Linked DNA regions of Mus musculus: regions 1 and 2 are each linked to region 3. Evidence: chromatin contacts called from public Hi-C and HiChIP or PLAC-seq data. All regions are on one chromosome and are shown on one strand. Each heading gives the region's core, a stretch centred on a gene start, on an enhancer-like site or on the middle of the called end of the contact. The rest is flanking DNA. Distances are from core to core; before and after follow the strand shown. Region 1 has its middle 80 kb from the start of 1700019J19Rik. Region 2 has its middle 17 kb from the start of Gm34156. Region 3 has its middle 4.5 kb from the start of Gm51286.

What was found. HiChIP or PLAC-seq counts read pairs in DNA pulled down with a chosen protein or histone mark. A called contact is a pair of places that touch in the nucleus more often than the background predicts.
Region 1: a Hi-C map of Th1 cells shows a contact between it and region 3, with 2.7 times the contacts expected there. The contact joins two enhancer-like sites. A contact is called at or near these places in 3 of 484 Hi-C or Micro-C datasets (the 3T3-L1 cell line, Th1 cells and forebrain) and 1 of 115 datasets of contacts at active chromatin or transcription factors (embryonic stem cells).
Region 2: a CTCF HiChIP or PLAC-seq map of CD8 T cells shows a contact between it and region 3, with 5 read pairs. The contact joins two enhancer-like sites. A contact is called at or near these places in 2 of 15 datasets of contacts at CTCF or cohesin (CD8 T cells and large pre-B cells), 3 of 484 Hi-C or Micro-C datasets (large pre-B cells, liver and myocytes) and 2 of 115 datasets of contacts at active chromatin or transcription factors (both in embryonic stem cells).

Annotation. Positions count from the first base shown.
Region 1 is chr9:14,009,178-14,011,877 of GRCm38.p6, reverse strand. No RefSeq gene overlaps it. Among named protein-coding and RNA genes, the nearest start is that of 1700019J19Rik, 80 kb to the left of the region's middle. Within about 2 kb of position 1,352, at least 46 of the 459 cell types and tissues checked have an H3K27ac peak or open chromatin away from gene starts, as enhancers often do. A contact at or near this core is called in Th1 cells, where this site is marked.
Region 2 is chr9:14,351,281-14,353,980 of GRCm38.p6, reverse strand. No RefSeq gene overlaps it. Among named protein-coding and RNA genes, the nearest start is that of Gm34156, 17 kb to the left of the region's middle. Within about 2 kb of position 1,435, at least 11 of the 459 cell types and tissues checked have an H3K27ac peak or open chromatin away from gene starts, as enhancers often do. A contact at or near this core is called in CD8 T cells, where this site is marked.
Region 3 is chr9:14,174,250-14,176,949 of GRCm38.p6, reverse strand. No RefSeq gene overlaps it. Among named protein-coding and RNA genes, the nearest start is that of Gm51286, 4.5 kb to the left of the region's middle. Within about 2 kb of position 1,434, at least 171 of the 459 cell types and tissues checked have an H3K27ac peak or open chromatin away from gene starts, as enhancers often do. A contact at or near this core is called in CD8 T cells and Th1 cells, where this site is marked.

The DNA of each region.
Region 1 (2,700 bases), core at 103-2,602, 160 kb after region 3:
TTTTTTGTATCTTAAGTCATGAATTCATAGGGAACGTGTTCCCGCAGCTCAGGTCCCTGGACATTAGCTCTCCCAAATGTGCTGCTCTTGGTGGGGCAGGATGGTGCTTCAGGTGTCTTTCCTGGGCTTCCATGGTACACAGGACATTCCTTTTTAAACAGTGCCTGTTCCCTTCATTCCCTTCATGTCTACAACGTCACCCTTCTTTTAGATTCAAAAATATATGTTCAAAGAACACCTCTTTGTTCCCTAAAAGGCCTGGGGAAATCATAGAAGGTGCCTCACCTCTTTCCCCAAAGATGGCTTTTGTTATCTAGTTTTAGAAACACCATCATCCCCTCCAGTTTTAATAACCTAGAATTGGCCAATACAATTACATATATTTAAGATGTATTATTTGATAACAGCAAATCATCAAATACTAGTCTCTTGGTAGCAGTGTAAACTGTTCCTCACCAGCATGTCCCTCGTGTATGACTAGCTCAGTGGTTCTCAACCTTCCTAATGTTGTAGTCCTTCAATAGAACGCCTCATGTTATGCTGATCCCCTACCACAACATTATTTTTGTTGCTACTTCATGACTACAATTTTGCTACTGTTATGAATTATAATGTAAATATCTGATGCATAGGATGGTCTTAGGTGACCGCTGTGAAAGGGTCATTTTATGCCCAGAGGAACTGAGACCCACAGGTTGACAACCTCTGATCTATCTGATATGTGATCTGATGTGTGTGTGCATGTAACATACACCTGTGCATATGTACACTTGTGCTTCACTCTCTGAGCGAATTTCAAGCTTGTCTCAGTGCTAACAATATTTACTGTGCCCACATGTTAGTTCTTCAGGATTTGACCACACAAAGCACAGGCATCTTCTGAACGCACCGATCTGCCTTGGTCCTGTGACATTTAGTGGTGTTTACAAAGAAGTGGAGAGAAGAGGAAACAGAGGCCAAGGGCCAACAGATGTCCATCCTGCAAAACACTCTGAAGGAGGCAAGGAGGCAGCATTGCTTCTGGGACCCCAGTAGCTCAGAGAGCAGGAAACTCCTCCCACAGAATGCAAGATAACCAAGAAACAACCTCTTGGGATACCTCCCAGGCTACCCCATGGTCTGCACTGAGAACTGAGCTGTCATTCATCAACAGTGTTGAGAACGTCAAATGTTAGCTACAGACATGACATCAGCGCTGGTGGGGGACTTCCCAGACAAGGCCAAAATTTCACTGCACAATTAATTTACTGATTGCTGTGATGATTATGGGATGTCATAAGATTTGCATGGCTGTCCATGGAAGTTCACTCTCTTCTGGGTTAGGGTCTGAGAAGAATCCTTTTGCATTGTGTGATGTCATCAGAGTAGGAAATGCACTCACAGCAGCAGTTTAAGCCCAGCTCCTCTTTCGGAAGGCCCCATGTCAAACCTGAGCCCTAGTGGTGACCTTTTCAATTGCTTCCATTCATCAGGCAGGCAGGCAGGAACCACGATTTCACGAGCTATGAATCAGTCTTTTCACCAGGAAATTGGTTTTTGAAAGAGCCTGGTGGTGATGACTAAGAGGTTTTATACACTGGAGTTTCAGTTAATGTCTGTGGTTTCTTGTTTGTTTGTTTGTTTATGTTTTATGACTTGAGGGAAAAATTCAAATCTAAAACTAGATTTCTATTTCTCTACATGGATCTTTGTAAATATACCAACAGTGCTGTGTGTTTGTCTGTGTGACTATGTATGTGCATGTGTGTTTATGTGTGCCTGTGTGTATTTGTCTCTGTGTGTGTCTCCTTGTATGTTAATGTGTATATGAGAGTTTATGTGTAGTATATTTGTGTGTTGGTGTGTTTGTGTAGATTTGTGTTTATGTGAGTGTTAGTGTCTGTGTCTCTCTGTGTGTGTGTGTGTATTGCAGAAGGCAGTATTATAATTTGACATTTTTTTGAGTTAACAACTTTTTTATTAGATATTTTCTTTATTTACATTTCAAAGGCTATCCCAAAAGTCCCCTATACCCTCCTGCTACCCTGCTCCCCAACCTACCCACTCCCGCTTTTTCATTTTCATTGCTGTTTCTTGACATAGTGGGGTTTTAAAGGTTTATTCAGAAGTGCAGGGGGAAAAAAAACAAGGAAAAATGCCCGTCTTGCAAATCAACATATGTTTCTAATTTTAAATCTAAAATAACAAGACAGGAGCGAAGGCAAGCTGTGCAGGCTTTCTGTAGGGCTGTAGGTCTGGGAAGGCAAGGTCTCTTCTTAAATTTATTTACAACTTCAGCATTCATTACCCAATGGAAATAATTGTTTGGAATGAAACGAACGTATTAAGAAACAATTGTTGAGGACCACATCTGTGTAGGAGTTTGGATAAAATCTAGTTAGGGATAGAAAACAAAGCAAATACTCAGATGGGCATGGTGGCTCAAACCTAAGATTCCAGCACTCAAGAGGCCGGAAGATCATTATGAGGTTGAGGCCAGCCTGGGCTTCATAGTGAGCCCCACACCAGTCTGAGCTATAGCACTGAGACCCTGTTCCCTTGCTTCTCAAGCTTACTGATGCTGGGAGCCTTTAATACAGTACTTCAGGGTGTGGTGATCCCAAGCAAAAGTTATTTTCATTGCCATTCTAACTGTAATTTTGCTCCTGTTACAAATCATAATATAAATATCTTATATGCAGTATACCTGACATGCAATCC
Region 2 (2,700 bases), core at 186-2,685, 180 kb before region 3:
TCACTGCTGACAGTCACTGGTTCTGTGGGCTATATGGGAGTCACTGCTGACAGTCACTGGTTCTGTGGGCTATATGGGAGTCACTGCTGACAGTCATTGGTTCTGTGGGCTATATGGGAGTCACTGCTGACAGTCACTGGTTCTGTGGGCTATATGGGGGAGCTGGTAGGGGGCATGTGAATGCTTGAAATGAGGTTTGGGGATATCTGTGACTACCTCCCTCTTCCTTTCTTTCTTTTTCTTTGTGAAGCTGGAGAGTAAACATAGCGAATGCTAGGAGAGGCCCCTACTACTGAGTTACATACCATGTCCATTTCTTCTTCTCTCTCCCTGCTTGTGGGTATGTATACATACGTGTGTTTGCATGGAGGCCAGAGGTTGAGGCCAGCTGCCTTCCTCTGTTGAACTCCACCTTGTTTTTTTTTTTTTTTTTTTTTTTTTTGATACAGGGTATTTTATTGAACCAGGAGCCCACCAACTGATTAGCACTGCCACTGAGTTCTGGGGATCTGCTTGTCTCCACTTCCCTGGCTCTGACATTATAGGTGTGTGTGTGTGTGTGTGTGTGTGTGTGTGTGTGTGTGTGTGCAGGGACAGTGCTGGAGATCTGAACTCATGTCTTCAAGCTTGTGCAGCAAGCCCTTCCTTACCCACTATGCCATCTCCCCCAGCCCATTTATTTTCTTTTTGATTCAAATCAGCTCCTGAAATTTTCAATTTGCTATTGTTTATTAAAATTTCCTGAGCTATATGTGAGGAAATAGAAACTCTGATCAGTGAGTAGGATTTAGAACTACTATTCGTATTCTTCATAAATATGAACAAAGGTCTAGTTGCTTCACGGAATCTGAATCACATAGACAATTACAGAAATGTTCCTATTTGTTTATCATGAGGAAACTCACACAGTTCAGAAAAGGCAGCCTGTGGAGGACATGGTGATCCCCTGTGGCCTGTTGTGAGACGCACCTTAGAGTAAAGCCATGAACTGTGTGTGTGCCATGTGTTGAGTACCCTATTTAACACATCACACATGTTTTACACAGTGCTACACTATAAATGGAATTATTCATCCGCATTCTGAGTTCTCATTGGCTATCTATGTTCCTCTTTTCCTAAGACCATCATTTTACCTCTAAAGGACACACTGCAAACCAGCAACCTGCTCGTGACCACTAGTGTCAGTTCAGGGTTTCAACATGAGATGCTCCCTGGAGGGAAGGAGGTCATTCCTGGAGGACAATCTTGCTCTGTAGTCCAGGTGACAGTCAGGCCTGGCTCACTAACTTATGTGCAAAAGTTGCTTAGCTCTGCTTCCTTACCTGAAAGACAGACAGACATCTGACTTTGACTTGGAGTTTCTGTAAAGATCATAATGTTTCTAGATCAAAGCTGAAAGGGCCAAGTTAAAGTATAGTAAGGGAGTCAATGTGAAACAGAAAGCAGAGGCTAGAGTGCCTCGCTGGTGTCTGTGAAAGAGCAGGCTGGAGTCTGTACAGACAAATAAGAAAACAGAGACCTGCATTTGCAGCCATGTTTAGGAAGGGAGGCAAGAGACTTTCTGGTGTCTGGCTTTGACAGGCAGTTTCCCTTCAGGCTTCTTGTCTCATGGAATCTAGAATTTTATGACAGCTGTGGCTTCTCTGGACTTTTACTTAGGTAAGAGGAACCATGCAAGTGGACACATCTTAGCTACCAGAAAGTGGTGGTCCTCACTATAAGCAAACAAGCTGTGTTCATCAGCCTCTTAGATAAGAATGACCCACAGATGAATTCATTCACCTTGCTTGGTAGGTCGCAGCAAGGCCACACCTCCTAATAGTGCTATTCACTGGGCCAAGCATATTCAAACCACAACAGTGCCTCATGTCTGGCAAGCTGGCAAACCCTGGGGCAGCATGGCCAGTTCCCAGCACCAGACAGCAGCTCCTGGTGACTCTGCTGGAGGTCGCAAGCAAGGGCATGGTCTCCCTAACTTATTTGCAGGTTGTAGATTCTCCAGGTGTCTCCTGTTCACTTTGTCCAGCAATGAAGCAGGAATGGGAGCATCCTGGAACCCCAGAGATTGAGTTTCCTTCTTGTGAGTAAAAGAAAGCTACTGCTGCATTTGTAAGCAAGAAGAGACACTAAGCAGGAGGGCTCCTTAGAGCCCTACTATTATTCTTTCTTGGCATACTTGTGCAATATGGGTTACTGGTGTAGTTAGCCAGAAGGCATTTAAGAAACTGCTCATGTTCCTTGCTCCCAGATAGTACCCCACCCAGCAGCCTGAAGCATTGCAGGACATCTCACCTCTTGGCTCTTCCTGTAGATTGCGCAGTCTGAGGAGTGTTAAAACAGTGTGTCCAGACCATCAGTGGTCTCATGAAATCTTCCCCTGGGCTGGAAACTGTTTTCCCACACAGGAGATCCTCAGTAGGTAAGTGCTGTTCTGGGATTCTTTACTGAGTGTCGGGCGGTTCCTACCTTAGGTCACCATTTTTTAACCCAGAATGTTTCTGACTCAAGGGAAGCTCTGGGTTATGAGTGCTGGGACCAAAGTGAGGGGCCTTCTAAGAGCAGGAAATTGGTCTTTAAACGTGAGAAAACTCGATAAATAAGAACACTCTGTGTGGATGACCTGAGAGAGACAAGTGGACAGAGCCACTGTAGCCACACCCGGTGCTGTGTGGGTACACGTTACATAGCTGGACTTCTGAG
Region 3 (2,700 bases), core at 185-2,684:
TTTTCCTTCTGTGGGGTTACTGTCTCCAAGCAGAAACTAGAATATACTGTGATAAGGGTCCAGCCAGCCAAACGTAAGCCCTTAACATTTGCCCTTGTGTTTTGCCCTGCCTTGTATAATGATCCTTCTGGTGTGTGTGTGTGTGTGTGTAATTAAAACTTTACATACATAGTAAGAGTAGTCATTGTAGTGTTCCAAGCAGAATTGGTATTAGTAGATTCTTCTCCCACTCATCCTCCCCCCCACTCCCCTCCCCCAAACCGTAGCCTCTTCCCATAACCTCCGACCCACTTTGATGTCATGGGTCCATTTGCTCTGATCCCCCTCTTCAGCATCTTTTTGATCCTGTCTTCATCTCCTTCCTAGGTTTTGTGTGTGTGTGTGTGTGTGTGTGTGTGTGTGTGTGCTTTACACACACTTACATACACGTGTCAGACTAGGCTTAGCATATGAGAGAGAATGTGGTTCTTGTCGTTTTTGAGGCTGAGTCACCTCAGTATAGTCCTTTTCATTTCCATTAAGTTTCCCCAGATTTTCATCTCACCTCCAGTGCAGCTGAATACAACCCCACTGTGTATGTGTATATTTTCGTCATCTCGTCCTCTGTTGATGGCTGATCCCATCTCCTTGCTATTGTGAATCCAGCAGCACGAAGCCTGGTGTGCAGATCTCTTTGTGGTAGTATGTGGAGTCCTTTGGGTCTATGCCCAGGAGTGGTATTGCTGGATCATATTTTAATTAGAAACTTCCTAGTGATTTTCCTAATGATTGCACCAGTTTGCATTCCTGACAGCAGTGAATTAGAGCTGCCCTCTCCTCACATCTTCCCCAGATGTTGTCAGTTTTCTCGACACCAGCCACTCTAACTGGAATAAGACAGAATCTCAATGTCGTTTTAATTTGAAATTCCCTGAATGATTGTTGAGATCAGACTAAACCCTGTTCTAAGTTGCTCAATGTTCTATAAGACTGTGTTTTCTAAGACAAAAAAAAAAAAGACAGCTGGGAAATATATTTATTCTGGTATACATAAAACCTCAAGTTGCCTGATGTAGTCAGAGCTCTGCTTATCTCCATAAGGAAAGCCTGAAGTCACACAAGCAAACAAGAAAGCTGAAACTCCACACAGTTGATACAGTGGCTTGCTTTTTCTCTGGTGCTTCGTCTGAGTTATGGGGAGGAGTGGTGGGAGGGTCATGTTCAGAACATCTTCAAATTCTCAGGCTCGCTGAACTAAAGAACCACAGCACGACATTACTGTGCTGCCCGCACACTAGGGGATATCAAGTTCACCCCTACCATCCCGTTTGTCAGTGTTGCTGTTAATAAGCTGTCCAAGGAGCCAGCCCCCCGCCCCTGCAACTCTAAAGGTATTCATCATCTTCAAGCACTACGATTATTGGCCAGAAAAAAAAAAATAGTAGTGGCTCTGGCAGCCAGCCAGGAGCAGCTCCATAGCTGCCCCTTCACTTTGCATCTGTTCTCTGACCTCTTTAGCTCACCAAGCTGCCACGTGCTATTTCTCTTCAGGCTGTTAATAAAATAGGTGCATGAGCGTGCACGAGCATGCACATGCACACACACAAATACACACACACACACACACACACACACACACACACTCCAGAGATCTTAACAGAAAACAAGTCCATGCTTGTGGGGAGCCTAGACAGGCCAGGGAAGCAAGGCTGTGGTGGCTGAGCCGTGAACTTTCAGTTTCCTATCCTGCCAGATGGTTTCCACCTCCATTTCAGTTCCAGAATGCCTTAAAGCTCAGGGCTAGCAGCCTGCCTACCTTAGTGACATCTGTGTTTCTAGGAAGCCAGTCTTCTGCAAGTCCCTTCCCAGCCTGCTTCCTCTGGCAGGGCACCACTGCCTTTGTCAGAGGTCTCAATGGAAGCTCCTTAAAAAGCAATACTCACAAGTGAAGGGACACTCACAGCCTATGTGTCTTTTGCAGTTGACAGCAATTTCAGGGAAGACACTAACTCACTTGACTCCTCAGCACAAGATTAGTAGCAATCCCACTCCTGGTTGAGGTAATGAACCTGGGTGCTCTGAAGAGGGCATGCGCACTGAGGATCTGAGACTTGTCTCTTTTCCCTTCCCAGAGTAGCTCTGGTCCCTTTCCACCTACATCATTCAGAGCAGCTGTGTTTGCTGAACTGTCCCATGGAGTGGGAGGCCTAGAAAGTGTTTGTCACCTCTGTGAACACAGTGTGTCTCAAACACAGTAGGTTCTAGAGACTGTTTGCAGAATGGATGAATGAATGGATGAATGAATGAATGAATGAATGAATGAATGAACAGAGGTGTGTTTATCAAGCCCACCCACACCGCAATCAGTTTCTAACAGGTTCTCAGCAGTTGACCAAGCCTGGTGCCCTCTGACAGTGGTACAGGGTCCTTCACCTTGCAGGGTCTCATTCATCTCCTGTCTTCACACTGGGTACTGGTCCTTTGCATCCTTCTAGGGGCTGAGCCAAGACAGCTGCTTTTCCACTCTGGTCTTTTCCCAGTTGAATCCCTGCTTTTATCCACCCACCCCCACCCCACCCTGTGAAACCTTTCCACCTGGCTCGAAGCCAGAGAGGCCTCTAAGTCACACTCAGAATTTCCATGACAGTAAACAGACTAAAAAAACCCCAAAGCTTCCCAGACTCTGAGAGGTCTCTTCCAATCCCACCGTGCCTGGCAGCA